Regions from separate parts of the Mus musculus genome. Here region 2 is linked to region 1. The links are chromatin contacts, called in public Hi-C maps. All regions are on one chromosome and are shown on one strand. The core of a region is the stretch at or near the end of the contact, and the rest is flanking DNA. Distances in the headings are between cores, read along the strand shown.

What was found. Hi-C and Micro-C count contacts between places; a contact is called where the count stands out from the background.
Region 2: a Hi-C map of the G1E-ER4 cell line shows a contact between it and region 1, with 1.7 times the contacts expected there. The contact joins two enhancer-like sites. A contact is called at or near these places in 1 of 15 datasets of contacts at CTCF or cohesin (CD8 T cells), 8 of 484 Hi-C or Micro-C datasets (the Ba/F3 cell line, the G1E-ER4 cell line, the HPC-7 cell line and 3 more), 2 of 115 datasets of contacts at active chromatin or transcription factors (embryonic stem cells and large pre-B cells) and 2 of 9 other capture datasets (adipose tissue and liver).

The regions. Positions count from the first base shown.
Region 1 is chr11:21,179,130-21,182,398 of GRCm38.p6, reverse strand. No RefSeq gene overlaps it. Among named protein-coding and RNA genes, the nearest start is that of Vps54, 58 kb to the left of the region's middle. Within about 2 kb of position 1,603, at least 71 of the 459 cell types and tissues checked have an H3K27ac peak or open chromatin away from gene starts, as enhancers often do. A contact at or near this core is called in the G1E-ER4 cell line, where this site is marked.
Region 2 is chr11:21,284,930-21,288,198 of GRCm38.p6, reverse strand. The region is part of intron 7 of Vps54 (VPS54 GARP complex subunit); the gene reads right to left. Among named protein-coding and RNA genes, the nearest start is that of Vps54, 48 kb to the right of the region's middle. Within about 2 kb of position 1,703, at least 2 of the 459 cell types and tissues checked have an H3K27ac peak or open chromatin away from gene starts, as enhancers often do. A contact at or near this core is called in the G1E-ER4 cell line, where this site is marked.

The DNA.
Region 1 (3,269 bases), core at 354-2,853:
AGCAGGGTTGCTGGGGCAGAGAGTAGCTGAGTATAGTGCAGGGTGGTGACATTCTTTAATACTTTTCACAACATTTCTACTGTGGGGCTTTGGTACTGAAAGTCAGGTGGTAGGTATGTGACACTTTTATCAGCTGAACCACCTTACTGCCTCTGTTTACTATTTTATATTCATATTCATGCTTTAAATTTTTGCTTTGTGCTTCATTCCTGGCAGTAGCAATTTTGCTATATAAAAGCATTGTTTTTCCGACTCAATGTGCCCTAAAATTACCTGGAGTGTTTGCTTCAGCCAGTCTGAGACAAAGCCCCTGATTCTATAGGGAACTCCCAGTGAAGCTGGAGACTTTCCTGGAGACAGCTGAGGAGCTGCCTCCTGTAGCGCGTATGGTCTTCCTCTCTAGCCCACCCTTACCTTGGAAGGGAGCTACTTCTGCTCTTCAGCCTAAAACTGAAAAGTCAAACTTTGGGTGGTTAACTGATCTCCTTACATACTCTGCCTTTAAATCAGAAAAATTAAACAGAAGTCAAGTGTAGACTTTAAAGACAACCAGACACATGACCCACATTTTCCATAGTGACCCAGACTTTTCGTGACCTTTCATTTCAACAACCTTCCCACAACTTGAGCTCTTGTTAATTAGCAAGATTTAAAAATAATGTTATCACTGGAAAGTTGTGTTATCTTTTGATCTTGCACATTAGTAAAATCCCCTTAGAAAGCTTTTTGTAGTGATCTGTATCAAGAGATACTCAGCTTGCTTATACCAGAATTGTTTTAATATTTAACCTATAGCGTCACTCTTGATAATTGATTATAAATAACTTGTTTTGTTTAATAGATATTTGTTGAAAGCAACCATGGGCTTTTCACTATAATAGATAATAAATTACTGAAGGAGAAAGGTGCTTGCTACAAAGATATCCATTCACTCTTAACTCAAGGGAACAGCAACAAACTCAATCTTTAGCAGCAGGGTAAGTTTGGACATAATAAAAACTTGAGACATTAAAATGCCAAGTAGATTGTGACACTATAAAGAAATATAGTGAAAAATCACAGAGGCAAGAAATGAAAAAAGGACAGAATTCTAGGTGTTCAGTGTGATTATGTAATGTTTTGATAAATAAAATATTGATGGCTACACATGGTAGTGCATGTCTGCAATCCCAATGCCAAGGGGGTGGGAGGTGGAGGCAGGATTGCAAGTTTGAGGTCAGCCTGAACTGTACAACCAGACTCTTTCTCAAAAACAAACAGCTAAAATGCAAATACACACACACACACACACACACACACACACACACACTATACTGTAGAGAAAGAAATCACACACACACACACACACACACACACACACACACACACACACTGTAATATAAGGCCAACCCCCTCACCACACACAAGGTACTGTAGAGATAGAAAGCCCACACACACTCACACATGAATGATGTCCTATGGTGCCAGATCCTTTAAGGGTTCATTTTTCTTCTTAGCTATTGATGCAACTCATGACAGCTTTCCTTACACCCCCAGACCTCCTTGTCCTTGCTGCCTGTGTGGCTAGCTTTACTTCCTGTCTCTGCACCTGCAAGTGGTAGACAGTGGGCAGCAATGTACAGCTGTTTTCAGAGATGAGACTAACACGGTTTTCCCCAGAGGCTACCATATGCTATACATTTGCCTCAAAAGCTATGTTGTTGCCTCAAACTCAGAAAGATGAAAACCAGACAGTAGGGCATTAAAAAAAAAGTTTTTCTTTTGTTTTTAAAATTTTAATAATTTAATTACATCATTTCCCCCTTATATCCGTGTGTGTGTGTCTAATCTCCTTTTTGTTTGGCTTTTGCTTTTGTTTTTTATTTGTTTTATTTTGAGACAGGGTCTCACTATGTTGCCCTGGTTGTCCCGAAACTTGCTGTGTAGATCAGGCTGGTCTTGAACTCACAGCAATCCAACTGCCTCCGCCTCCCAAGTGCTGAGATTAAATGCATGTGCCACATGCTGAGCTACATATTCCTAAATATAGCCTGCTTAATCTGCATGTTACTTGCACGTATGTTTCAGGGCTGATCATTTGTATTCAGAAGACTACTTCTTCCACTCTGAGGCTTTCTTTTCAAAGCTATTTTTGTTCTGAAGTTATTTGTATTTCCTCCTACTTTTGCTTTAATTGTATTTTTTTTTTGAAGTTTGGTATTCATTTATAAACACAAGTTCACTCATACTTATGTCTACCCAACACTGAAATCACTAACTAGGTCCTCAGTCTGTCACATTCCTAGAATTGCTGTTAAGAGTGAAGAGACAACCGGGCGTGGTGGCGCTCGCCTTTAATCCCAGCACTCGGGAGGCAGAGGCAGGCGGATTTCTGAGTTGGAGGCCAGCCTGGTCTACAAAGTGAGTTCCAGGACAGCCAGGGCTACACAGAGAAACCCTGTCTCGAAAAAAAAAAAAAAAAAAACAGAAAAAAAAAAAAAAAAGAGTGAAGCGGCTGGGGTGGCAAACGGCCTGAAGGCCAAGGTGAAACATTCTTGTTCTTTATACTTGTTGTGTGGCAGAGGCCACAGTACTGACCCAGGATGGAGGTAGAGAGTGGAGGAGAAGAGACAGGATTCTGGAAATGAGGCTACTGGGCGTCATCACCTTATTCTTGTCTTTGTGTGAGCAAGACCTTTCTCTATCTTCCAAGAATTTTTTTTTTAATGCCTTGCTGCCTGGTTTTATTCTTTCTGGGTTTGGGGTAACAGAATGGATGGTACTTTTGTCAAATACCCGCACAGTATCTGGCAGCCTCTGGAGGAAACCTGGTAAGTTTTTTCTCTGAAAATAGCTACATCTGTGAAGTATCTGACCGGAAGCAGAGTAGCAAGGAAAAAAAAAAAAAGCCACTGCAATGTATATATGCTACAGCTGTCAGCTAAAGAACGAACCATCAGATAGCCAATGAAAGGAGGCGAGAGATTCATACTCCATTTTCAGAAGGAAGATGGACAAGTTAGCAATCTGGGACAGATGAGGAGATCCTCCCAACAGATGAGACACACAGTGGTCTGCTGCAAACACTGTAGGTGTAGTGTACACACGGCTTGTTTCCGTGATGACGAGAAACTCCCAGAGAGGAACCTATTCCCCTTGAGTTCCTTTTAGAAAACCTGTCCTTGGGCAGATAAGGAAGCTCAGAAAGAGCCATTCCCTGAATCTGCTGACTTTCAGATTTTATCTTAAGATCATCAACACACCCAAGCAGCAAATTTGAGGGTGTCATG
Region 2 (3,269 bases), core at 454-2,953, 110 kb before region 1:
ACCTACGGAAGAGCAGTTGGGTGCTCTTACCCACTGAGCCATCTCACCAGCCCTTGAAGGTTCCTCTTAAAAGGAAAACTTGCTCAGAACTAGAGTGAACACTTAGCATACATGAGATTCTAGGCTCAATCTGAGCATCAACAAATAGATTGAAATTTTGTAAAATAATTTAAAAGGCAAAATTAAAAAGTAAAATTATTCTCTAGTTCTATGCACTACAAAAGCATAGAAATTACATCCAATCCAATAGCTAGGATTTCTAAACACAATCTCACACTAAAAGAAACAGGCTGATGAGATAGCTCAGCAGGTAAAAGCACTTGCCACACAAGTGAAATGGCCTAAATTCAATTATTTGAATCCACACAAGAAAGCCAGGTGCACCAGGCGCACACCTTTAATCAAAGCGCTTGGGAGGCAAAGGCAGGCACATCTCTGAGAGTTCGAGGACAGCCTGGTTTACACAGAGAAACCCTGTGCAGTGGGGGACAAAAAAGAAAACCAGATGCAATGTTGTGTATCTATAATCTCAACACTCCTACAACTAGAAAGGAGGAAAACTGTCTCAAAAGAACTGGGCTAACTAGAACAAGAGAAACAGCAAGACCTTGCCAGAAGGTAGGAAGTGACTCCTAGAAGTTATACGCATACATACACACATACACACAGGAATAATAACATTTAAATTTCTTTTTAAAAGGAAGAATCCATAAAGCAGTGACAGCTTACATATCCAAGATAAAAAATGTGTAAGTATGCTGTCACAGCACAAAGAAAGCACATTTTCAAGTTATTTCTCATGGACTCATTAAAAGGACTCAAGAAACTGGTAGAACCACCAATAAAACATCAGACAATCTGAGTATCTACAAAAATAAAAATAGCAAAAAGCTTTTAAAAAAAAAGACTTAAAAACATCAAATGCTTATAAATCTAAATCCATTACTTAGCATAAGGATTTAAGAACAGCTTATCAGCTACCATACAAAGATGCTGGATTCCCAATTTACCATTTCAAATCCGCTAGCTGAAGACAAATTGTCTATAGAGTTTATTCCACCTTTCCTTACAGGAGCTGTTTCAGATTAACCAATTGTAGCTGACTAGCAAGCAGTTCAGGGATTAGGAAAAAAAAAAGAAGGAGGAGGAAGAAGGAGGAAGAAGGAGGAAGAAGAAAAAGGAGGAGGAGGAGGAGGAGGAGGAGAAGGAGGAGAAAGGAGAAAGGAGGAGGAGGGAGTAGGAGGAGGGAAGAGGAGGGAAGAGAAGGAGAAGGAGGAAAGGAGGAGAAGGAAAAGAAGACGACCTCCCAAAATCTGTATCTTTTTTCAAATACTAGTACCCTACTGCTGACCAGAAGCCGAACCAGCAACATAATTTAATTTAACACTTACTTTGTATTCTGTAATGTGAAAAACATGTAAGAAAGGCTGCTTTTTCCTTTTCCCTTTTACATTACTGGGCATTGAACACAGGATCTCATGCATGCTACAGACAAGGTCTTTATGACTGAGCTATCTCCCCACTATCTTTTCACTTTTTATTTTGAGGCAGGTTCTCAATGATTTATCTAAGCTGGCTTGGTAAACCAGCAGCTGAAAGATTTCCTTTTTACTGTGATAAGCGATGCTCTGGAGACATGTCTGACTTGCACAGGAGTTATGTGTGTCACAGTTTTAAGCAGATGTTCTTGGCACTGAGCACCCACCACAGCAACAATGCAGCTTGTGCAGTTAACGCTAACATCTTTATGCTTGTCCACGTCTCAACTGTGAATGAAGCCATGGACAGCTGTACACTACCAGGAAAGTTTTGACAAGTTTTACTTTCTGTAAAGGTTTGTGCTTTATGATAGGAAATGATAATCTACTGTCTACATATATCCCATACATTTATAACATTTTTAACTTTTTCTAAGTTCTAAAAATAGTTTTAGGCAATACTCTTATAAGACTTTCTTAAACTCACAATTCCAAATGTGTGTTTTCAAAGCATCAACTATAATTGTTAATGGAGGGATCTCTCTACAGGCATAGTCCAGTTAATAAACAATAATGATGAGAGCATGTGTGCTCAGACTTAGCACTGTTCCATATTCAGCACTCCTGTAAGAAAATCTAATCATCTTCCAATTCCAGAAAACATAAATAGAAGGGAAACATGAGAGCATGAGGATGGAGTTCTCAAAGAACACTCTGAAGAGGAGAAAATAAAGATAAAGCTTTATAACAAAAGACACTTGGAAAATACCAGCCAGTTGCTCTGTAGATATTATTTAGATAGCTATATATTTCAACCAAACACTATAAAAATTGGGGACAAATGGAGACATGTCATCAACAACTAGCTATTTAAAGATATCAGTGACATTAGAGATTTTTTTAAATCTCATCTTTTAAAAATACATTTAATACTATGGCTGAAGCAAAATATTTGTATCTTAAATAATTCAGGAGTCGGTAGGGTTTGCAAAGAAAAAAGAAAGCCACCTATTGATGGCTCATAGGTTACACAGTATTTCCTATAATCTTCTTGATTTCCCTTATCTTCTTCTGTATTTGTGTTCTCAATTTTTTTAACTACAGTAATAAGACACAATATATATTTATATGTAAATTTAATACTGCTAGCCCACTCCAGTATTATGGAGATGCTAATATTTTTGTAGAGATCATGGATTCTCTTTTAATCTAGATTAGAAACCAATACTCGGGTATATATTAACTCTGGGTTTGACAGTCTTCAACAAATCCCACCTTTTAAAAAAAAATCTAGTGTTGAATTCGTATGAATGTACCTACTAAGATTTTCTAACTAAAATAATAAAAATTTCTGGTGTAAATATGAGGTTCTCAGTCTTTGGGTTTTTTGTTTGCTTTGTCTTGTTTTGGAGACAGGGTTTCTCTGTGAAGCCCGGCTGTTCAGGAACTTACTCTGTAGACCAGGCTGGCCTCAAACGCGAAGGATCTGCCTGTCTCTGTCTCTGCCTCCGGGGTGCTGGGATTTAAGGACTGTGCTACCACTACCCAGCCTCAGATAGTCTTAAATATCTTGAGTAGCTTCATTTTTATACATTCTTAAAATCAGATAAGGAAGAGATATAAACTTGCAATCTATTAAGCTATTAAGTAATATGTTATGCAGAAAACACACATGCAAAGATATGTCTAAGCAGTTCATTTAAAAAGTATGTAGCTGACTTGTCATGTGGCACAGTAGAGAAGCAGAAGCAGGCAGATCTTTTTGAATTTATGACCAGCCTAACCTGCATA